Linked DNA regions of Capsicum annuum: region 1 is linked to region 2. The links are chromatin contacts, called in public Hi-C maps. All regions are on one chromosome and are shown on one strand. Each heading gives the region's core, a stretch centred on a gene start, on an enhancer-like site or on the middle of the called end of the contact. The rest is flanking DNA. Distances are from core to core; before and after follow the strand shown.

Region 1 (5,177 bases), core at 2,045-4,544, 46 kb before region 2:
GTGTACCTCGCTTTGATGAGTTCAAACATTACACTAAATAAGAAATTTGTTTAAATAATAAAGATGAATATAATAATTAAATTTAATATCTTTTGAGTATGTAAAGAAGGAGAATTTATTTATTAAACATAACTTTTACTAAAAGTATTTTTAAAAGTCGATCGATATTCATCTACCATCTGTAAATTGCAACAAAATAAAATAATGATAGAGACATTGAAATAATACAATTAAATCTAATCTTTACATACAATTTTTTTTTCAAAGTCTTCCGAATTTTTTTAAAGCCGACCAACATTTATCTATTACCTGTAAACTGCAACAAAATAATACGATAAAAGTGATATCAAAACAATACAATTAAACTTAAATTTTACACACAAAAATTTCTCAAAGTCGATCAAGATTCATCTACGAACTGTAAACTACCACAAAATAACAAACTAATAAAAATATTATGATAATACAATTAACCCTAACCTTTACCTAAAAAAAAATTCAAAGACGACTCGCATTCATGTAGCATCTGTAAATTAAAATAAAATAATAAGATAATAAAGATATCAAAACAATACAATTAAATCTAACCTTTACACAACAAATTCTTCAAAGCCAATTATCGGCATTCATCTACGACCTGATAACTATAAAAAAAATAATATAATAGTGATCACAAAGTTTCAATTTTGATCCAACTAATTCTTGTCTGGGTGATCTTGTTGGTAGTTGGTAGATAAAGAAGTTAGTTATGAGCAACAAAAAGTATAATATATTCTACTAAAATGACACATAGAACGGAATATGTTGAGGTATGCTATGAGAAGTAGAAAATAAAAAATGTTGAACTAAAATGACATATTAAGCTAAGCTAAATTAAGTTGGCATAACAATTAATATTGTGTTTAAATTAACAACGTAAAAGGGGAGAGAAAATATAACGATCAAAAATCTGAAATTGTTGAAATGTGCTGAGATGAAAAACAATAAACTGTGCTGAGACGAAAAACAGTGAAAGATCACAGCTGTTTACAACAATGAACAATTAAAAAAAAATCTCAAACGTTTATATAAAAGGATAGAAAAAGTCGTGGTTGAAAGAAACCAAGTAGGAATCAAATAGGATTAAAAAAAACATAAAATGGGTAAAGAAAAATTTTAATTAGGAAAATTTTATATTTGGTTAAAATACAGAAAACAGGTAAACAAAAATTTGGGTATAGAAAAATTACGAAAATTTAAGAAAATTTTAGTAAGAAAAATTTTACTATGGTGAAAAGCTAAATTTGGTTAAAATACAAAAACAGGTAAAGAAAAATTTGGGTAAAGGCAAATTTAGGAAAATTTTATTATATTATTTTGTAGAATTTAATTGTTGGGAAGAGGGTAAAAGACGATTTTGTCTAAAGCGGACTGTTTTAATGAAGTGCAAAAAATTCAATTCACTTTTTTAAGGGCCTTCACACTTTTAATATATTATAGATTATAGATCACACACACACACACACACACACACACACACACACACACACACATATATATATATATATATATATATATATATATAATTGTTAATTGATTATTCCTTTTCTATTTATATTTCTCAATCAATTTTGTCATGCATCCTTAATTGACTTCCATTGAATGAAATCATAAATACTTTTTTGTCATATAAGTATTCATTTTATGGTAATACTTCGATTGCATATATTCTAATTTATTAGTAACTCACACTTACATTTCATCATATAAAAATTATTATAAATTTTTATTGATATTTTTATTATTAAGAAATATTTATTCCTAATTCATTTTATTGATTTGCACGTTTAAAGTTTTATATAAGATAATTTAATCCCTTTTAATTCATTTTTGTTCATCAAAACGAAGTATCTTTTTCAAATTTTATTATTTTAAAATCCGAAATTATTCTTACAGACATATATAAGGTTATATAATTGGTCAATTAAAGAATAACTTTGTAAGGTAAAATTTTATTTGACTTCGAATATTAATTAGGACTATGCAATTTTTGTAGTTATTTTCGATAAACATTATGCAATCTTTTCTATGTAGTAATATTCATTTTAATTTTTTTAATAATTATTTATTTTCAATCTACCCTCCTTTTAAATTCAAGACTATCATTTATTCATTCCCTAATATAGAATGATAGTGTAATTACTCATTGATAGTTATTCTTAATTATGAAAATCCTTTCATTAAATATGAATGCATATTGTTTTAAATATAGATTACTTAATATATATCGAATGAAAATTCTTCCAATAAATATGAATGCATATTTTTTAAATAAAATTACTTGAAATATATTGAAATAAATTTCTTCCATTTTTTAGTCTAAAGTTACCATTTGAGTGATCACATTTTTTTCATAATATTTTTAATTTTGGAATAATTCTTTGATTATTATATTTTTTTCATATAAGTTGTTTGATTACTAATTGGTTATTCTCTTAATTGATATTTCTTCATACTTTATTGATTTAGTCAATTCCAATCAAATCATAAATGTTCTTTTTTATATAATATTGTTATTTAAATTAATTATATACACATTTTGAGTGATGACATCTTTTTCATAATATTTTTAATTTTGGAAGGACTCATTTGTCTTAATAACCTTTTTCATATAAGTTACTTAATTATTAATTAGTTATTCTCTAATTGATTCATTTGTAATACTTTCTTGATTTTCTAAATTGTAGTGAACTCATAAATATTTTTAAATAATATTATTATTTAAATTGATTGCGTATAATTTTTGAGGGATCATAATATTTTTTTTATTTCTCTTATTCATATAAGTTCCATGATTACTATTTACTAATTGATTTTTTGTAATATTTTCTTGATTTACTCAATTGTAGTAAAGCATAAATATTTACTTTTTATAATATTATTATATATGTTGTTTAAATTAATTGTTCTCGTATTTTAAGGAATGATATCTCTATTGAAATGTTTTTTATTTTGAAATGACTTTTTGGTTTTAGTAATTTTTTTCATATAAGTTGCTTGATTACTAATTGGTTATTCACCAAAATAATTACCAAAATAAATTTTGTTGTCAAAATACCAAGTGGCTAGTTCTCAATATGCCACTTGCCTTAATTTTAGGTTAACTTCTTTGCTTTATTATATGTGTAGATAGGAGCCCTATTTACTTGAGATAATGCTAGTATTATCTTTAATTATAAAGTATAAGAGACCGACATCATGGTCATCCTCTTGATAATAAAATGTAAATAATATACCAACAAAAAGTAAGGGAAACAACACAAAAATTTAATGCAAAAATGATAAAATTTTAATTTTTTGGCAGATAAGGTAGATGACACATGGAATACAATATAGGTTCAGATAACTTTCCTTTTTTGGAAAACAATTAAGCATCATAATTTTACGAACCACAAAAGAAAACAGTGCTAGATTTGGTATAAAAGGCAATATTTGATATCTCATAAAATCTACTTATAATAATGTAGATCTTTTATACCACATCTATGAGGAACAAAGGAATAAATAGAATTTTCCATCAATTGGCAGACTTTCTATTACGAATCTACCTTATGTTTCGTCCAATTTTATCACATAATCTAGCATAAGTTTTGGAATATTATATGATCGATAAATACTTATCTGCATTTTATAATTGTATCAAATCAGGCAAGTTATTCTTAGTAAATGTAATTTTAAGTGAATTCGATATGAATATCGAGTGCAGATAAATTTTTAGTTTAGCAAAGACAGATTAAATATAAGTGTGCTCAACCAATCATTAGTTTTCAATCTAAAACTGATTAGTACAATCATGTAATCTTTGTATATTTTGTTGTATATCAACTCCGTTGTTTACTCATCCCCTATCTATTTGTTACTGGATACAATTTATTTTCTTAGGTCCAAAAGCCCCTTCATATTTTCAGTAGAAAATATCCCAAAATTTTGTATCGGCACCAATTATAATTTAGAAATAGAATTATATGGTGCTTCTATGCATGATTATAATATATATTTAATGATCGTGATGTTTGAATTAACTGAAAAAAATATATAATATTTTCATCTCTATTTAAGACTTTTTGATTCTCGACTCAATTCATCGACATTAACCGCGACCATGAACTCATATCATTATTAAATTTTTGTCACATCAAACACTTGACAGCGCAAGTATTCCCAATTTTTTTTATCACTTTGTCCTATTGGGACAACTACAGCTGTCATGATCAACCAATGGAAGTCTACAAACATTGTAACAACAATGCTTTAATAAGTTTAGGTCATGTATTGTAAGTATCAATTAAATATCTAATTAAGCTTCCACTTAATTAGTTTTAATATGTCCAAGATCATCATTCAAGTGTGCAAGAGAATGCCAATCTTACCAAAATCTAATAGCTTTAATAAAATATTACAAGGTCCACAAAATATTGCAATAGAGAAGCAATCTTAAAATAAAGTCATTTTTAATAGAGAACGATTTACCTTTAAAGTGAGATTTCTAAATACGAATTTGTATAATTGCCTTTTATAAAAAGCGCTTTGCTCTCAAAGTAGAAGTTTTAGACATAAATTTGAATCAATCAAATCGTGAAGTGAATGCCAAACACCCAAAAACCAAAACCATTTTTTTTTTTGACAGATTCTCATTGATTTATAGGATGGGACTTTCCTTTTATTAAATCCCAATTTAGTGTAGTATAGAAATTGGCAACCTTTATTCTTGGTCATATTTTAATTAAAGGCTGCTCCAAACTTCCTTCAAATTAGGGAATGTCAATTGTCACATTTGTTATCTTCTCTCTCTAAGCCATCATTAGTTCAACACTTAGCTAGCTAACCATTTGAAAATGTGTTTTCTTTGTCACAAATTATTTTTAAATTTTTGTTCAATTATTGGGGAGTTTAGATGTGCTTATCAATTTGTACAAGCAAGCATGTAACTAACAAACAACTCTTCATTTCAAACTTCAAATTTCATATTATTTTTATTAGTAAATATTCCAAGTTAAATATTCTTTTTCCCCCCTAAGTAAAATAATGGAGCTCTAAATGTAACTATGGGTGATGAAATTTTATTAAATTTAAATTCGTATGAAATTTGAATTATATTAAATTCAAAATATATTAGTTTCAAATAAATATTGTGGATT
Region 2 (5,156 bases), core at 2,647-5,146:
CCGTCAGTAGCGTATTTCCCGAACATAGAAATATTTGGGTTTGATATGAATTTCTCCGTAATTCGAGGGTCGTTAGTGGCGTATTTCTCGAACGTAGGAATATTTGGATTTGAGTATTTCACGAACATAGAAATATTTGGGTTTGATATAAATCTCTCTGTAATTCGAGGGCCATTAGTGGCATATTTCTCGAACGTAGGAATATTTGGATTTGATCTCCATGAAAAGAGGGTTTGTAATATCCTATGAAATTCTGAGATATTGGAGATCTTGGAGATGCCTTTTTAAGGGAATATCTGCCCCTTTATATAGGCATAATTCAGGATTTAGGTAGAGTAGCCTCCAACTTAGATTTAGGGTAAAGTAGCTACATAAAAACTTTAACAAAAATTAAACTCTTTTTGTAGAGTCTACAAAATTTCAATATGTACGGTAACTATAAGGTCAATGGACTAATGATGCTTCTTAAATACTTGGGCGAAATAATGATGGGATTGAGAGAAAATTCATTTGAAATTGGATTGACTAGTTGGTAAAAACCTCATGTGCTGCTGCAATGTTAGAGGGAGAAAGAGAGAGAATTAAAATTAAAGGCATAATTTCTTTTGACCAAACAAACAAACAAAAGCACATATGACTACTATTTATTTGTTTAATAATTATAATTATGTCATTCAATTTATTATCCTGAGTCGAAGGTCTATTGAAAATAATTTCTATATTTCAGATAATGATCATGCAACAATGTTCATTATATCCTTTTAGATTCCATTTTGTGGAAATATAGTGAATATTTTGTTGTTGTTAACTTTCTTAAGGGGGTCAAAATTGAATCCGATTCATATTCAAAGGTGACTAAAATACTAACTTCTAGAGCTAATATAACTGCTTTTTTGCAGGTTGGAGAAGGTTTACACTATATTATAGTCTTTTTTTTATTTTTTATGATGGGTTAATTGAGTATAAATAAGATTTTTTTTTAAAAGAAAAATTCACCTGAATGGTTCATGTTCAAACCAAATGTTTGATATTAATTATTTTTAATAGTATAAATAACATAAATATCAATCCTTTTGAAAGTAATTATACTCTTTCCTACTTTTTTAATTACTTTACTCTCTCTTTCTATTAATATACATAATATAACCACATATACATAGAATTCTATGTATATGTTGGGATTTTTGTAATATGTTTAAAGAGTTGAGATTTTTCGTAATATTGATAACATAAGTTGTGTATTTGTGTAGTTTTTAGAACAAAGGACTTGATTGATGAGGGCGGGTCAAGTAGGATTAATAGATTTTTTAGGTTGATAGACTTCTGCAGATAATTTGTATATGACATTTTAAGCGAATTTCATACTAAAATGGAAGAGAAAAGTAAAATATTTTAACATAGTTCAATTTTATGATGCACATTTTTGAGGCTTGATATGACATAATCAGAAAGATAAAATTTGAGGGAACCTTGACTCAAATCGAATAATACGTATCGTGAACTTATATAGTGACAAATTTAGTTCGGATGACGATGGTTTCAACCACTTGTCTGCAGCGTTTTGTTTGTTTTCAGAAAACAAGAACAAGTGTATGCATAAATCCCCTGTTGAAACGAAAATATATTAATCAAAATACAATTCAAAAGGTATAAAATATAGCAATTCAAATGGTCATCGTTTCAATTGATTAAAGCAATTCAAATGGTCATCATTTCAATTGATTAAACTTAATGTGGTAGTTAAATATTTATTATATGTATAATTATACATAATATGTGTATAATTGTGTATAATAAGAATGGTATAATCTGTAAATTTGTCCGAATATTCAAGATTCCTTTAATTACTACTATGAGTTTACAACATTTCTAATCACACTACATATATCTTAGTTGTATATTCTTTAATTTCTATGAACTACTTACATAATGAAATATATGGAAAGCTAGTACTAAGGATCCGTTTGGTTACAGGTATCTCAAGTAATATTTAGAAAAAAAAAATTAACTAAAAGTATATGGTCATATAATTTATTGGGTAAAATTCAGAAATATTATACTTATTCCCTTAATTATGAGTTTCATAACAACAGTTTCATAATTACATAATATAACAGGTTGTATTTTGTATTTTTGCAAACTGTTGCTACAAAAATACAAATACATATGATTTTTACTGCCCTTATGATCGATATGTATATTGTATTTTTGCAGACTGTTGCTACAAAAATACAAACACATACAAATACATATGCTACAAAATGTAATTTGATAAAAGTGTTGCTATTTTTTTATAATTTAATACTTAAGTATGCTACTTTATATATTTTTTCCTAATTTATTAGTATTTGCAAATAATTTTTAGCAAATAATTCAAATTCTTAAATACTAGGAAAAAAAAATTAGTTTTTAGCCAAATTCTATTATTTGAAACTTTTAAAAAATCTTAAACGAAAAAAAAAAAGAAACTTTTAAAAATTTAAACTTTACTCCAAACTTTTATATTTTATAAAATACCCCATCATTTATTAATCTCAATTAATATCTATTTTACCAACCAATTTCATTAATAAACTTTGCTATTTGACTTGAGTATGTAATAGTATTGTTGAATAGCACTTGTTAAAAGAAATGTACATAGAAAAATTGAATGCTCCTTTGTGAGTTGAGAAAACTTTGATAGCTCCTACACTTATGCGTGAAATTATTTATAAGAAAGTTGGAGCTTATAACTTATGAGTTTGATTTTGAAACATGTTCATTATAAAATGATAATATAAAATTATGTATAATTTTAATAGTTTTTAGAAACTATGAGTATAAGTCATATTTCTTAAAAAAAGCCAAATATTTTTACTAAAGACAATGACCAAATACAAGGTGAAACTTCACCTAAAATTTGATCCAAAAATGATTTATCAAAAATATTTGAAAATCTATGTCCAAACACTAAATAAGTGGCGTAATTATATATAATGAAGAAGGTTAAATAAAATTGAAAACTTATATCATATTTATAGATCATTTTTAAAATGTATATATAAGTTGCTGAATCTCTTTTCCACTAGGCGATTCTTTTAATTTGTTTTAGTCTTGTTAGATAAAGTGACCTAATATTTATTGTTGATCAAAATAGTTGAGGTATAATAAAAATTGATTTGAATATTATAATAATAAAAGAAATATTTTCTGCTATGTAAATGTTTAAAGAGTATTTTACATCATAAACTTTAAATTTTTTATTTTTTTAAACTTACAAATTACACGATACCGCAAAAATTGAAAAACAAGGAATATATTTTAGAATTTCCTGATTAGGCTTTTTTTTTAATGTCACTCCCAGTTGTGGGCACCCCAAATATAGTAAAAAACGTGACAAAATTGTATACTCAAATCTCAAATAAACTTTAATTTCCTCTGCACATTTGCCTCCCTTACCCCACCAATAAAGTTTTAACCTTATTTGACACACCAATAACGACATAACTCCTATTTGCCTAACACTTCTAAAATTCCAAATTTATATTAAATTGTTTATTATTATAAAATATTAAAATAAAATAATTAGAGATCTCCTATTTGCCTAACACTTCTAAAATAATTGTTTTTTATTTTATATTTAATAATTATTTTCCATTTTAACTTATATGACACAATTAGAATTTAGAGATTTAAGCTTCGAACTTTAACAGTAAATTTAGATATGGAAGCTTTAACTTTTTAAAATAAAATTGATGAATTTAAAAATTATATAAACATATATTATATAAAAATATGTACATAGAAAAATTGGATACGCCCATTTAATTAATCTATACAAAGAAATTAAAAATGTCCATTTTGAATATATACAAAGAAATTCCTTATAAATAAATTCAATTGATTCTCCCAATTTGTGACACATAATTTGTAATAGATGGAATATTTTTTTAAAAAAATAAAAACCTTAATTATGATTGATACTATAATTATTCAAATATCATTAAAAGAGTAAATAATTAAAAATCTCTTCTAATAAATGTTTTTCTAAAAACCTATAAAAAGAAGAAACACAGCAGATAATTTAAGCAAAATGAATTACAAATTTTGTTCAAAATATATAGAAACAACTACAGATAATTTGACGTGAATCAATTATAAAATTTCCAAAAAAAAAAGGTTCAAATAAAAAATAAAAGCAAAAAATATTCACTTCTTCCCCTATATATATACAATGTGGATAGAGTCATTTTACCAGAACACCTCCTTAAATTCCTCACCAAAAACCCTCTCTTTATTTTACATTCAAACCAAAAAAAAAAAAAAACCAAATCAACGATGATGTACACAACGAACAATCGGTGGATGATCGGCGACGCGGCCAACAATTCAACGGCTATGATTCAATCAAATTCAACATGGACACGATTCGAAGACAAGCAATTCGAGCAAGCCCTAGTACTGTATTCTGAGAACGACGTTGAACGTTGGCAGAAAATAGCAAATCATGTACCTGGAAGAACAGTAGAAGATGTGATGATGCACTATGATACACTTGTTCATGATGTATTTGAGATTGATTCTGGAAGAGTTGAACCACCGAGTTATCCTGATGATGATGGAGGATTTGGTGGTGATTGGGATGAATTGGATGGAGGTAAATTGAGTCAGATCTCCTTTGGTGGTGGAGCCAGTAAGAAGCAAGAAGTTGAGAGGAAGAAAGGGACTCCATGGACTGAAGAAGAACACAGGTAGGTTTGATTCTAAATTCTGATTTTCTTGATTACTTTGTTGTGATTGGAAAAGGTTTTTTTTGTATGTGGATTTGAATTATATGAGATTGCAATTTTAATTTTTGTTGTTTTCTTGAATTGTTTCTTGGTAATTTGGTTCTTGATATAGGCTCAATTGCATAGTTGGCCCCTTGTGGCTTGGCATTACCCCTGAAAAGATATTTATTAGGGGTTTATTTTACCGAATTAACCTTATTAATTATTCTTTGAAAATATAAATTCGAGTATATACATTTTGTATAGTCATTTAGTGATAGGAGTAGTATTGGAAGAGCATAATAAAATTATCTTGATTGCATATATGGACAACTAAATTGAAACAAATATCTTTAGAAAGGACCAACTATTTTGAAATGAAGTGAGTACATTGTATAAGAATAATAC

The links. Hi-C and Micro-C count contacts between places; a contact is called where the count stands out from the background.
Region 1: a contact with region 2 is called in a Hi-C map of placenta, with 1.9 times the contacts expected there. The contact joins the enhancer-like site here to the promoter of LOC107850892 in region 2. A contact is called at or near these places in 2 of 5 Hi-C or Micro-C datasets (leaf and placenta).

The regions. Positions count from the first base shown.
Region 1 is chr12:23,172,963-23,178,139 of UCD10Xv1.1, reverse strand. No RefSeq gene overlaps it. Among protein-coding and RNA genes, the nearest start is that of LOC107850892, 47 kb to the right of the region's middle. Within about 2 kb of position 3,294, at least 2 of the 5 cell types and tissues checked have an H3K27ac peak or open chromatin away from gene starts, as enhancers often do.
Region 2 is chr12:23,127,137-23,132,292 of UCD10Xv1.1, reverse strand. LOC107850892 (transcription factor SRM1) reads left to right here and starts at 3,896. Exons shown (of 2, transcript XM_016695694.2): 1 at 3,896-4,730. The coding sequence starts at 4,318.